Linked DNA regions of Mus musculus: region 2 is linked to region 1. Evidence: chromatin contacts called from public HiChIP or PLAC-seq data. All regions are on one chromosome and are shown on one strand. The core of a region is the stretch at or near the end of the contact, and the rest is flanking DNA. Distances in the headings are between cores, read along the strand shown.

Region 1 (5,956 bases), core at 821-3,320:
TGTGTCATCACAGCCAAATTAGAACCATCCCACATGTGTAACAACATGGACAAGATACACTGTGTCTAGGGAAAAAAAAGTTTAACAAAAATATTCACACTCGTGCTAAAGAACCCAATAACCTCTCTACACGAACACTGGCTGGCTCATCCCATGCCCCTTCCTCTTGCTTAGGTCGCTCTACACTGGCCTCCTAGAATTTTTCAAGCTGATTCCCCCTCCTACTTCTGCTGCCTAGAATGTTCCTCTCCGAAGGGAACCGCTCAGCCCATGCAGTCTTTCCTCAGAGAGGCCATTTCTGCACCCTCTGGCCTAACCTCACCCCCAGAGGTTTTTCTTTGAAGCACTTCATTATCTTTTTATAGGCCTCATGGAGATGGAACTCTGAAGAGACGCTTGCCTCTCTGCTTCCCAGTGTACTAACTAAATCTCCATTTCTGCTTTTCACTTCTGATTTGGCTCTTTTAATTGGCTTACTGAGCACATGAGACCAGACCTGGCTTAGGGCACTGGTTGTGACCCACAATCGAAACCAACTTCAGCTCACAGGTTTATTGGTCCCATGACTCTGTTTCTCCTTTCGATGCCCAGGGCCAGGCCTGCCTTGAAACTGACAGCCAACAGAAACTTCCTAGCTGGGCCACTAACAAGATGAACAAGGAAATGAGCCAAGTGGGAATCTGACACCGAAGGAAACAAAATTTAGATTTTTAAATGCTATTAGATTACCTTTCATTACTGTGACCAAAGGCGGTTCAAGTGAATAAATGATTCTAATAAATTTTTCAGAACTCCTTTCATTTTAATTATTTATATGAATAAAATAAGCTACGTTAGCATGTTCACCTTAGACTCAGAACATTTTTCGAGCATTTCCTTCACTCATGGTCTCTTCTACTGTGAAACTTGTATCAATATTACACTTTTCATTCCTTACTTGTTGGGGAAACTATTCAAAGAAACATCTGCTCAGCCTAACTTTTTACTCATTTGTTTATTTATTTTTTTATTTTGTATTTCTTTTTACCTCGGAACCAGGCAGTCGGCTCTCTGCAGAGTTGTGGCATCAAGTTCAAAAAGGGACGCGATGTCATTTCCGTGTGGGACTGAAACCAGGGTGTACATGATCTTCTCCCCTGCCTGGCGTTTTTTCTTTGGTGTTGGAATCTCCCCGTCTTTCTGTGGAAGAGGTCCAAGGTTATTCACATTTAGTGTTAACTGCTCCAGCTAATAGGGACATAAGGTGTGAGCTTGCTCACCGTTCCTTCACTGGGTTACAGGAGTGTCTATCCTGAATCACCCTTCAGAAGACCAGGGCTCACAGCCTTTGTAATGATTATGGGCAGTTGTACAGCCTATGTTCCCGGGAGGGGTAGTCTAATCTGAGCATGCCCTTGGGCACAGCAGTTATGGCTCCTTCTCTGGTGGCTGTATACCAATTTACAACATAAGGATTTGATCCTCCACATTTAAGTCACCAGAACTCTCTAAATGCCACGGACTCAAGAAGACATACAAATGACCAGTGACTATAGGAAAACATGCTCAGTTATGTGTGTGTGGGGGGGGGGAGGTAAATCAAAACCACAGCAAAGCAGACAGCCTCCCAGGCTAGGGACATGATGACCTAAGTCCAGAGATAAATGGCCAAAGGTCAGAGCAAGGGAACCCTTGTATCCTGTGGGTGGGATGTAAAGTATTGTGAAAACACATGGCCTGGGGATTCTTCCTGTGGGCATGATGATGTGAGAAAGATGCAGGGTCACGTTCAAGTGCACAAATGCAATCCCCACCTCACAAAGAGACCTGCACCCCAGGCTGGCTGAAGACTAGTCAAAAAGCCATTCATGGAAAAGCCAAAGGCAGACAGACAGACGGACGGATGGACAAACTACAGACAATAGGAAGGAAGGAAAGGAGGAAGGGAGGAAGAAAGTGAGTTAAAGGATGTAGATTCATTGGCCCACAAAAAGAACGTGCAGTTTCAGTCAACTGTGAATGGCAGAGCAGCAGCTTTCTCTGGAGGCTCCAGACTGTGAAACCACAGCACTGACTGCCAGTAACAGAGGCAGGAAGGTTGGGGGGGGGGGCAGGGGATGGAGGGGCACGTGACCCTCTTGTAAAGAACCAAAGGAAGAACTTGTGCAACATAAAACACTTCCCTCCCTTTCTCCTTCCTTCCTTCTTTTTAGACAGGGTCTCCCTAAGCAGCCCAGGCTGGCCTCAGACTCACAGCAGCCTTCCTGCTTCAGCCTGCCAAATCTGGAGTTAAGACCATGAGCAGCCGCTCCCAACTGGAGTTCCCTCTCAAAGACAGAGGCTGCCATAAGCTCTGATGTTAAAGACAGCACTGATTATGGTGAAGAAGGTGGCAGAAGGAGACTAAGTCAGAGTGGGGGGGGGGGGTCCCAATACTTGAGACGCAGAAGCAGGGGGATCTCTGTGAGTTCTAGGCCAACCTGGTAGCCTCTCCTCCAAAATGAATTCCAGAACAGAAGAGTTTTACAGAGAAACCCTGTCTCAAGGGAAAGGAGTGTGGGGCAGGGATAGGAAGTTTGTTTTCAGTTACATCCTTAGGGACATAAAAACTTTCAGAGAATCGAGCATACTCAAGCTGGGGCAACAAGCTGTTAGCAGAGCTTGTGGATTCTACAAGTCTATTGACACCAAGAGAATCACAGATACGTCGAGCACTGTTCCTTTAGAGGAGGTGACCAAGAATGTAAGAGCACAGAGCTGAAAAGCCAGCTCCTAAACGATCTTCCTGGACACTAGGCAGTGAGATCCAGCAATATCTCAGTCCACTTGCTGCTGTTGCAACCGAGCCCCACAGACCTGGTAATTTCTTAGGTCTCGATTCTGGAAGCAGGGGGCTAAGCACACGGAGGTGTCAGCTCTGAGGGCCTTGGTGCTACATTGTGACATGGAGACTACCACCCCATGAGCCAGAACCACCAAGCCCCAGCCTGGTTCTGCAACAAGCCACGCTAACACACTAGCCCAGGAATCCGGGAGTGAGGTCTCTCCATCACTGACTCCTCATGCCCACTTCTCCCAGAGAGCCCCACCCCACTGTGACATTGACGATCAAGTTTCCAACACAGGCAGGACATTCAAAGGACAGTAGGCCATAAGGGGCTTATGTAGACAGGAGATGCTATAATCAAAATACTACTGAGCTCAGGGAGACCAGCTTTTCTGAGTTACACAAAAGGAGAGCCAGATTGCAACAGTCTGGTGTAGAAAAGAAGTTGCAGTGTTCTTGGAAAAGTACTGTATCACTAAAAGGAATGCATTGTGTCACAGTTTGCTGACTGAGCTCTCCTCCACTTAGTATAACCCAGCTTTTGATGCCCATACTCTTTGGGGGAAAATGTGCTAAACGGATGCAGCTATTTAGGGCTATTTGACAGTGTAGCCTGTACTTCAGTCCTCTGTAAGTTCATACTGGGGTTCAATCCTCTCTTCACCCCACTTTTGAAATGCTAACCAGAGGATTTTCTAGAATGACAAGATGTCAGGTCTAGATTACTCTACTGCTCTTCTTGGTAATGTCTCTCTCGGGGACCCAACCAGAGTAGCCAGGACCCTCTCTGTATTTTGACACTTGCACTGCAATGATTCTTTTCAAAATATGTATTTTTAAAATGTGCTAATTAGGGTTAATTAAAACAAACCACTGCAAATTGTTAATAGTATTGGAGACTTGTGGCTTTATTGTAACTACATAGAACACATGGAGTGTGTTCTCCTTCTCCATCCTTCCCATTGGCCTTTGCAAAAATAGTTCTAATGCATAGAAAATGTCTGTTCATAAATAATTTCACAACTGTGTATGTGGAAGAGCATCCGACATGCCTACATGACTTTTACAAGAGCCTTGTTGGAAGCTTCCTGCTTCGACTCTCCCACGCTCTGGCTAGTTTATTTAACAAACTCCATTTCATAAACAGTTTGGAAGTAAGCATCAAGACTGCCCCTTAGAATTTTTAAGCAATTAAATATGTATAATGCATTATGAGCATAGCAGGCACCTGGAAGCTGTTTTTCTAAGGAGACTCCACCCTTGAGTCACCGGCTGGCTTAAGACAGGATGGAAGCCTGGCCTCTCCAAACACCTTGCATTTCTGTCTTCTTCATTTCCACTCAGACCCTGCACGTAGGCACTACACACTCAAAGAACGTCTGTATCCCTTACCTATCTCGGTACCCTCAGAGACTAAAGGCACAGAGACATCATTGTCCTGAGCCTGCAGCCACCTTGGATCCCGAGAGAAACCCACAAAGGACACACAGTCCCCCAGTGAGGCGAGTACCAATGAGGGCATTCAGCTACACTCTCAACAGAAGCGATCATTTTGTGGGAACGGAGTGGTGCACTCAACAGTAACTTCTTCATACCTCCTGTGGAACCTGGTCTGAGAAGTGGTGACCAGACTGAGCCCTGACCAGGGCTGCATGGTTACATCTAGGTCGTCCTCTGTTTAGAGCCAAGGCTCCTGTCAGGACCTTGAAGACAGGCGAGCTCACTGGCCTCTTTCACCTGCTCTTCCTCCCACTGTAGCCACACTGAAACGTCCCCTCCCTCTGCTTTCCCTCTCAGTCTTCTCTCTAATTCTTGTGTCAGGATGTCAAGCCCAGCCTGTCAAGGCTGCCAGAGTCACCAGAAAGCTTTAGTTATACACATACTAATGAGTGTAGCTTCGATAATAGAAAGGTAACCCTGCCTCTTTACAGCATAAAGAAAATTCTGTCCAAACTCATGAGCTTTGTGGATTCTGCTTATAAAACCCTCGATATTTAAGGGGACAAAAAAGGGGACACAGGAACTGTAGCTCCCTGCAGAGAATTGTGGAAGTGTCACAGTTTGCCTGCCATCATAAAAATGGAAAAGTAACCAAGGGAGCTTAAACAGGTGCCAGTTCACCGCCAGGAAGCTCTCTCTGACACACACCCAGCTCAGGAGCCCGGGTCTCAGATCGCCACCTGGTTGCTTATTAGCACATGCTAGTTGCTTACCAAACAGGCATGTTTCATAAATTTGTGTATGTGTGGGTGTACATGGGAGTGTGTGTGCATGTTTCCATGTGTGGGTGCAGGAGTGTGTGTATGTGAGTGTGTGAGTGTGTATGAGTGTGAGTATATGTATATGAGTGTGTGTGTATGAGTGTTTATGAATGTGTGTATTGTGTGAGTATATGTGTATGGTTATAGGTGACTGCGAGTGTGTATATGTGTGTATGAGTGTGTGGATATGTGAGTGTGTGTGAGTATCAGTGTGTGTGCATGTTCTCATATGTAGGTGCAGGGTGTGTATAGGTATGTGAGTGTCTGTGTGAGTATATGTATGTATGTGTATATGAGTGTGTATGTGAGTATGTGTGAGTGTGAGTATGTGTGTATGAGTGTGTGTCTATGAATATGTGTATGTGTATATGTGAATGTATGTGTATGGATATAGGTAAGTGTGTATGTGTGTATGAGTGTGTGGGTATGTGAATGTGTGTAAGTATAAGTGTGTATGCATTTTCTCACATGTAGGTACAGGTGTATCTATGTATGTGAGAGAGAGTGTGTATATGTAGGGGTGTGTGTGTGTGTGTGTGTGTGTGTGTACCAGAGGTCAATCTTGAACCTCAATTTTTGGAGACAAAGTCACTAGAAGTTAGATCTTGACAAGTAGGCTAGACTGGCTGGCCAGCAATCCCCAAGGACCTGCCTGTCTCCCCACAATGCTGCAGTGACAGGCAGGCACCACCATAGCCAGCTATTTTTAAGTGGTGCTGAGGTTGAACTCTGGTCCTCATGCTTGCAAAGCAAGCACTTGACTGACTAAGTTGTCTTTCAACCCCAGATGGCATTCTTTTTAAACTAGAAAGAAAAAGCACCGATCTCTGGGGCTGCATAGGGAGGGCTGCACAGGGAAGGCTGCACAGGGAAGACTGCACAAGGAGGC
Region 2 (5,250 bases), core at 997-3,496, 280 kb after region 1:
TGTGAGAGAGAGAAAGAGAGAGAGAGAGAGAGAGAGAGTACAAATGTGCATGTGCCGTGGCATGAATGTGTTGGTCAGAGGAGGGTGTCATCCACTATTGAAGGTGGCCTTCCCTGGCAGGTGACAGACCAAAAGCTGTGCCCTTCCAGCTGCCATCGGCAGACCAGCTCCATCAGGTTTGAGGTGAGCTATCCATATTTTCAAGTAACCATTTATTTTGCTGAACAAAATTAAAGCTTACAGGCATTCATTGTAACATATTTCTAAGCTCTGTTTAATCTAGAAGAAGAAATTTACTAAATGACACCCTCCTGTTGTAGAAGAATTGATACAACTTAATTCAGTGAGCCTTTTGTCCAGAGCGAAGTTAGACACTGACTAGATGATCAGGCAGTGATGCTACCTGCCCTTGGGGGCCCTGGGGATAAGAAAGCAGGAGCCACCTTCCGTCTCCACTTTAATGATGTAAACAGATGGAAGACAGTTTTTTTTCATAAAAATCTAAAAATGACCCAAGATACAGTGATCTGTGATAAAGGCCTTCCCCTCTGTCTCTCAAACACACATACACATGCACTTTAGGCAGCAGAACAACCAATTATCTTTGAAAAGTAAGTTTGATTCAGTGGGAAAACCATTTATTGAGGGCAAAGTGACCTGCAAAGTTGTGGGTCCGTGGCAGGGATGGGAACAGACAGACAGTGAAGTCACAGCTCTCCAGAAGTCACTGTGTAAGGTGGTGCTGGTGGGGCTTTGGTACAAGGTACTAGGGAGCCAGGTGCAAGGCTCAGAGTGCTACAATACAAGAACTGTTACACGTGTAACAAATTAACAAATTGTTACATTTGTCAACTAGAAAATAAAAGTATGGAAACAGTGAGGAAGCCTCGGCTTCCCAGTATCCCAGGCCAGCAGGAGAGTGCAGAGAAAGACAACACCGCAGCAGAGTGCTTGAGTTGTATCCTGAAGAATTTATAGGATTCTTTTTTTTTTTTTTTTGAGTTTTTCGAGACAGGGTTTCTCTGTGTAGTCCTGGCTGTCCTGGAACTCACTTTGTAGACCAGGCTGGCCTCGAACTCAGAAATCCGCCTGCCTCTGCCTCCCAAGTGCTGGGATTAAAGGCGTGCGCCACCACGCCTAGCTGATTTATAGGATTTTTTGTAGAAGGCAGAGCTGAGTGATAAAGAGGCACGAGCAAGGGCAGCAAGGCACCTTGGTGGGAGAGGAGTAGGAAGGACTTGCTAAGAACAAGTAATGAAGCCTTCAACAGACTTGCAGTATACCGTGCGTGTTTTCCTGAAAACAACCAAGAAAATAGAGGGCCCACGGGTGGGGCGGAGACCTGAACAGGTTGGCTTGAAGGCTAGTGTTTTAGCTACTGGCTCATTGCTACACTGTGGCAAACTGCCTGGCAACGGTGAGCTAAGGGAGGCGGGGGGGGGGGGTTGTTTTGGCTTCCAGTTTGAGAGTGCAGTCTCTCCTAAGGGAGGGTTTTGAGGGCAAGAGGTGCTTGGTGGCACGCATATGCAGCTGGGACTGGTGCCTCACAACCTGGAGGAACAGGAAGCAGAGAGAGTGAGGCCAGATGATAGAACCTTGAGACTTGCCTACCATGACCCACTTTCTCCAGCTTTATCCCCTAAAGGTTCCACAGCCTAAACAATGCCATAACCCGGGGGGCCAATTCTTCATACTCGGAACAGGCACGGTGAGCAAAATGTGGGCAAACAGGGATGTGCTGCCCAGCTGGGCTTGTGGGTAGAGCAGAGGGTAGAGATGCAGCTACACATAACACTGAAGACGACTTCTAGAGGAAAACAGAGGAGAAGGCTCCTAAGAAGAGACTTACAGAATTCAAGGACTGTGAGCCAAGCATGGGAAGATGTGGGGAAGGGAGCCTGTCAACAGCTCAACAACTATACATAGTTCCAGGAAAAACAAAACAGAAACCTACTGGGCTGTTTCCACGGGACCACTCTTAGTGCATCCTTTGAGATCAATTGCAGAACAGACAGGGTGGGAACCAGTGACCATGTCAGACATGGAAAAATATTTGCAACATGAAGGAAATTTAAAGATAGGCAGAAGCTGATGTAGCCTCTCTCAGGGAGGAGAGTGTTTCAGAGGAACTAATGGAAATCCTGAGAAATAGGAACTGAAAGCGCCTGGTTCCCCAAGCCAGACAGACAAGAAACATTGGCAGAATGATGTCATTCTGCCTGCTTGGATGATGTCATTTTGCCCTCAGATGGTAACCCAGACTGTGTGAGTCAATATCTATATTTGGACATAAAGAGAACCACCGTCTATGCTGTGTGCCAGTTCAGAAGTCTGTTATGCTGGTCTGGTTTAGCTCTGCCTAATTGTTTTAGGCTCTGACTTCACCAACAGCCCTGGTAGTTAGTTAGTCTGTTTGGTATCACACAGTTAGAATCCCAGCACGTCTATGTTCATGTACATCATCATAACTGGTCTGTCCCTTCTGCACTTGGAAGACCCTGGCATGTATTCACAAGGCCATTCACAACATATATTTTAAAAGGCAAAGAGGGGATATCAGAAGCAATCTATGTCCAAAAGCTTATGCAGATGCTAGGTATGGAGTAGACTCTAGTACATTCTTTGATCTAAGAGCTCAGGGTTGGCCAGACAGTTTTCATAGAAAAATGCTATCTCTCAATATAGCTCCCGAACCTAGTTATGGGTACCAGCAGAAAGGGTCAAACAGTTTGTGTGTCTTCGTTCTGGAAGCGAATGGTGGTTTTCCAGTCTTGTGCTCACCTCTCCAAAGACTCAAGGTGCTCTTTAATGCAGAGGGACTGAGGGGACGGCTCGGTGGGTGAAGTCCTTGCCATGCAAGCTTGAGGACCTGATTCAGTCCCCAGCAGTCACAAAGCTACACAGAGAAGACACCTTGTCTCAAAACCCCAGCTGCCATGGCTGTGCACACTTGTCACCTCCTTATAAGATCCTGGGCTCGATGCCTACTCAGCTTAACCAAACTTGTTGGTCCCGATCAAATGAGTCACCTTCTCTCAAAAAACAAGATGCGAGGCCACTGAAGAATGACACCTGAGACCAATCTCTGACATCTACACACATGAACACACACGTGCACATGTACCCCCACGCACCTACATATACATGAGCACGCACAAATACACACACAGAGAGGGAGCCCCTCGTGGTACTGTGTTTTAGACTTACCTGTATACGTTCTTGGTGGATGCATTCAGCCGGCAAACTTTCATTTGGAGGTTGATGAAACTGAACAGTGAATGACTTTGACTTCCGCTAGAGAGCAGAAAGAACCAGAGGAGAGGAAGCTCGCCCCAAGAGGAGAGGAAGCTCGCCCCAAAGGAAAGGAAGCTTACCCCAAGAGTAGAGGATGTATATGTAGTTTTACAAGGACAATCAGAAGGCTTAAAAAGGAGGGAAACTATCAGAAGCAAGCACACAGGTCCAAGAGCTCATGGAGGTGGCTGGCTGGAGCTACAACGATCGCTTCCGTGAGTTGAGCACGTGAGTTTTCCAGCCACTTTTCAGAGAATGCATGTTATATACTGGCATGTGGTCTTACGTGGAGGCTGAGGAGAGGGGCATTGAAGCAAAATTGGGACATCTGGGGGTGGACCACTGAGCAGCAGCATGTATGATGTTCTGGGATATTTCTCACCAGCTGAAGGAATCAGTCGGTTTGGAAAGGTCACAGGTCATCACATTGCTATAGTTCTAAAGTGTATAGATAGTTCTGAAGCATTGATTTAGAAAAGTTCATTCCTTTATTACTAACAGCAGCTACACCCCAGCATCATCCCCAGAATCTCACCTTGTTTGAATGAGACTGAAATTCTCAAGAGTGAGCAGCAGCCTCCTTGGTGCAGCTACAGCGAGCAGCAGCCTCCTTGGTGCAGCTTTTAGTTTCTAACACTAACACGTTGGCGGCTGCCCACCGGAGGTGATAGATAAACGTTTGTTGGGTTGGTGAGTGAAGCACATGACACTCTAGATTCTGTGTCTAGTACTTCTACGAGCATTGAGCATCGGGGAGGGGACGGGGTAATCCTGCTTTCCACCTCGGGTCGGCCTGAGGGCCAGTGCTGCCCTGGGATGCTGAGTGCTCATACAGTTTTGTTAAGCTGTGCATCAGCTACTCCCTCCATCTCCTGCAGGAGGGCCCAGTGACTTAAAAGATTTAACTTAGCTCTTGAACCATGGAAGGAACTATCACGACTCCTTAAGTCTGTGTGTCACTCCTGTGACCCAGGAGAGCCCTTCTTTGCCTTTCTCTTTAGTATCAAGATGGCACCAAGTTACTAGAGTGTATTTCTTTCCACTAATAAAGAGTTCCTGCTGAGCATCATTATTGTGGGTTGAGCTGTCCCCCAACCCTCATGCCTACACAAAACTTATGATTATGGCATTTTGAGGTAGGGTCTCTGTGGATATAAGCAAGCTGAGGTAGGCCATATTGGGAAAAGGTGAATGATAAAGTGAATGACTGCTATCTATATCAAAAGAGGGAAGGGTTAGAGATGTAACTCAGTGGAATAGCACTTGGTCAGCATGGTGAGGCTCTGGGTTTGGTCCCAGCACAGCTAGGGAAAGAGGAAGGGCAGAGGGAAGGAGGGATGAAAGGAGAGAGGGAGGAAGGAAGGAAGGAAGGAAGGAAGGAAGGAAAGAAGGAAGGAAGGAAAGAAGAAGGGAGGGAGGGAGGGAGGGAGGAGGAGGAGGGAGGGAAGGAAGGAAGGAAGGAAGGAAAGAAAGAAAGAAAGAAAGAAAGAAAGAAAGAAAGAAAGAAAGAAAGAAAGAAAGAAAGAAAGAAAAGAGGGAGAAAAGAATTTGGATGAAGAGGTCCTGAAGGCAAATACCATAACTGCGGAACAGATTAAGTTATATGTCCACAAACCAAGGAACACTAAGGATTTTTGACAATCACCAGAAGATTCAAAGACCCAAAAGGAAGTCCTTCCTGGAGCTCCAAAGAGAGTACAGACCCACCAACACCTTGATTTTGGACTCCTGACCTTCAGAGCCACGAGACAATGTTTCTCTGTCTGCATAAGCCACCAGTTATGGTATTTGTTATGACAATCCTTAAACACACTTGCCTGCTTCTCGGGCATCTCTGTGGCATCTTATCAGGAAAACCAGGAGAGCAGAGAGAATTCTGTCCATACCGTCACACTCTCCAGCCACTCAGGGAAGCTGTAGCGGATTCCATAGTGGGGTTCTGCTTTTCTTATCAAT

What was found. HiChIP or PLAC-seq counts read pairs in DNA pulled down with a chosen protein or histone mark.
Region 2: a contact with region 1 is called in a CTCF HiChIP or PLAC-seq map of large pre-B cells, with 2.8 times the contacts expected there. The contact joins two enhancer-like sites. A contact is called at or near these places in 1 of 15 datasets of contacts at CTCF or cohesin (large pre-B cells) and 1 of 484 Hi-C or Micro-C datasets (the G1E-ER4 cell line).

The regions. Positions count from the first base shown.
Region 1 is chr6:146,395,886-146,401,841 of GRCm38.p6, forward strand. It overlaps Itpr2 (inositol 1,4,5-triphosphate receptor 2), which reads right to left. Exons shown (of 57, transcript NM_019923.4): 11 at 1,028-1,179. Among named protein-coding and RNA genes, the nearest start is that of Itpr2, 100 kb to the right of the region's middle. Within about 2 kb of position 2,071, at least 35 of the 459 cell types and tissues checked have an H3K27ac peak or open chromatin away from gene starts, as enhancers often do.
Region 2 is chr6:146,673,110-146,678,359 of GRCm38.p6, forward strand. No RefSeq gene overlaps it. Among named protein-coding and RNA genes, the nearest start is that of 4930479D17Rik, 19 kb to the left of the region's middle. Within about 2 kb of position 2,247, at least 107 of the 459 cell types and tissues checked have an H3K27ac peak or open chromatin away from gene starts, as enhancers often do.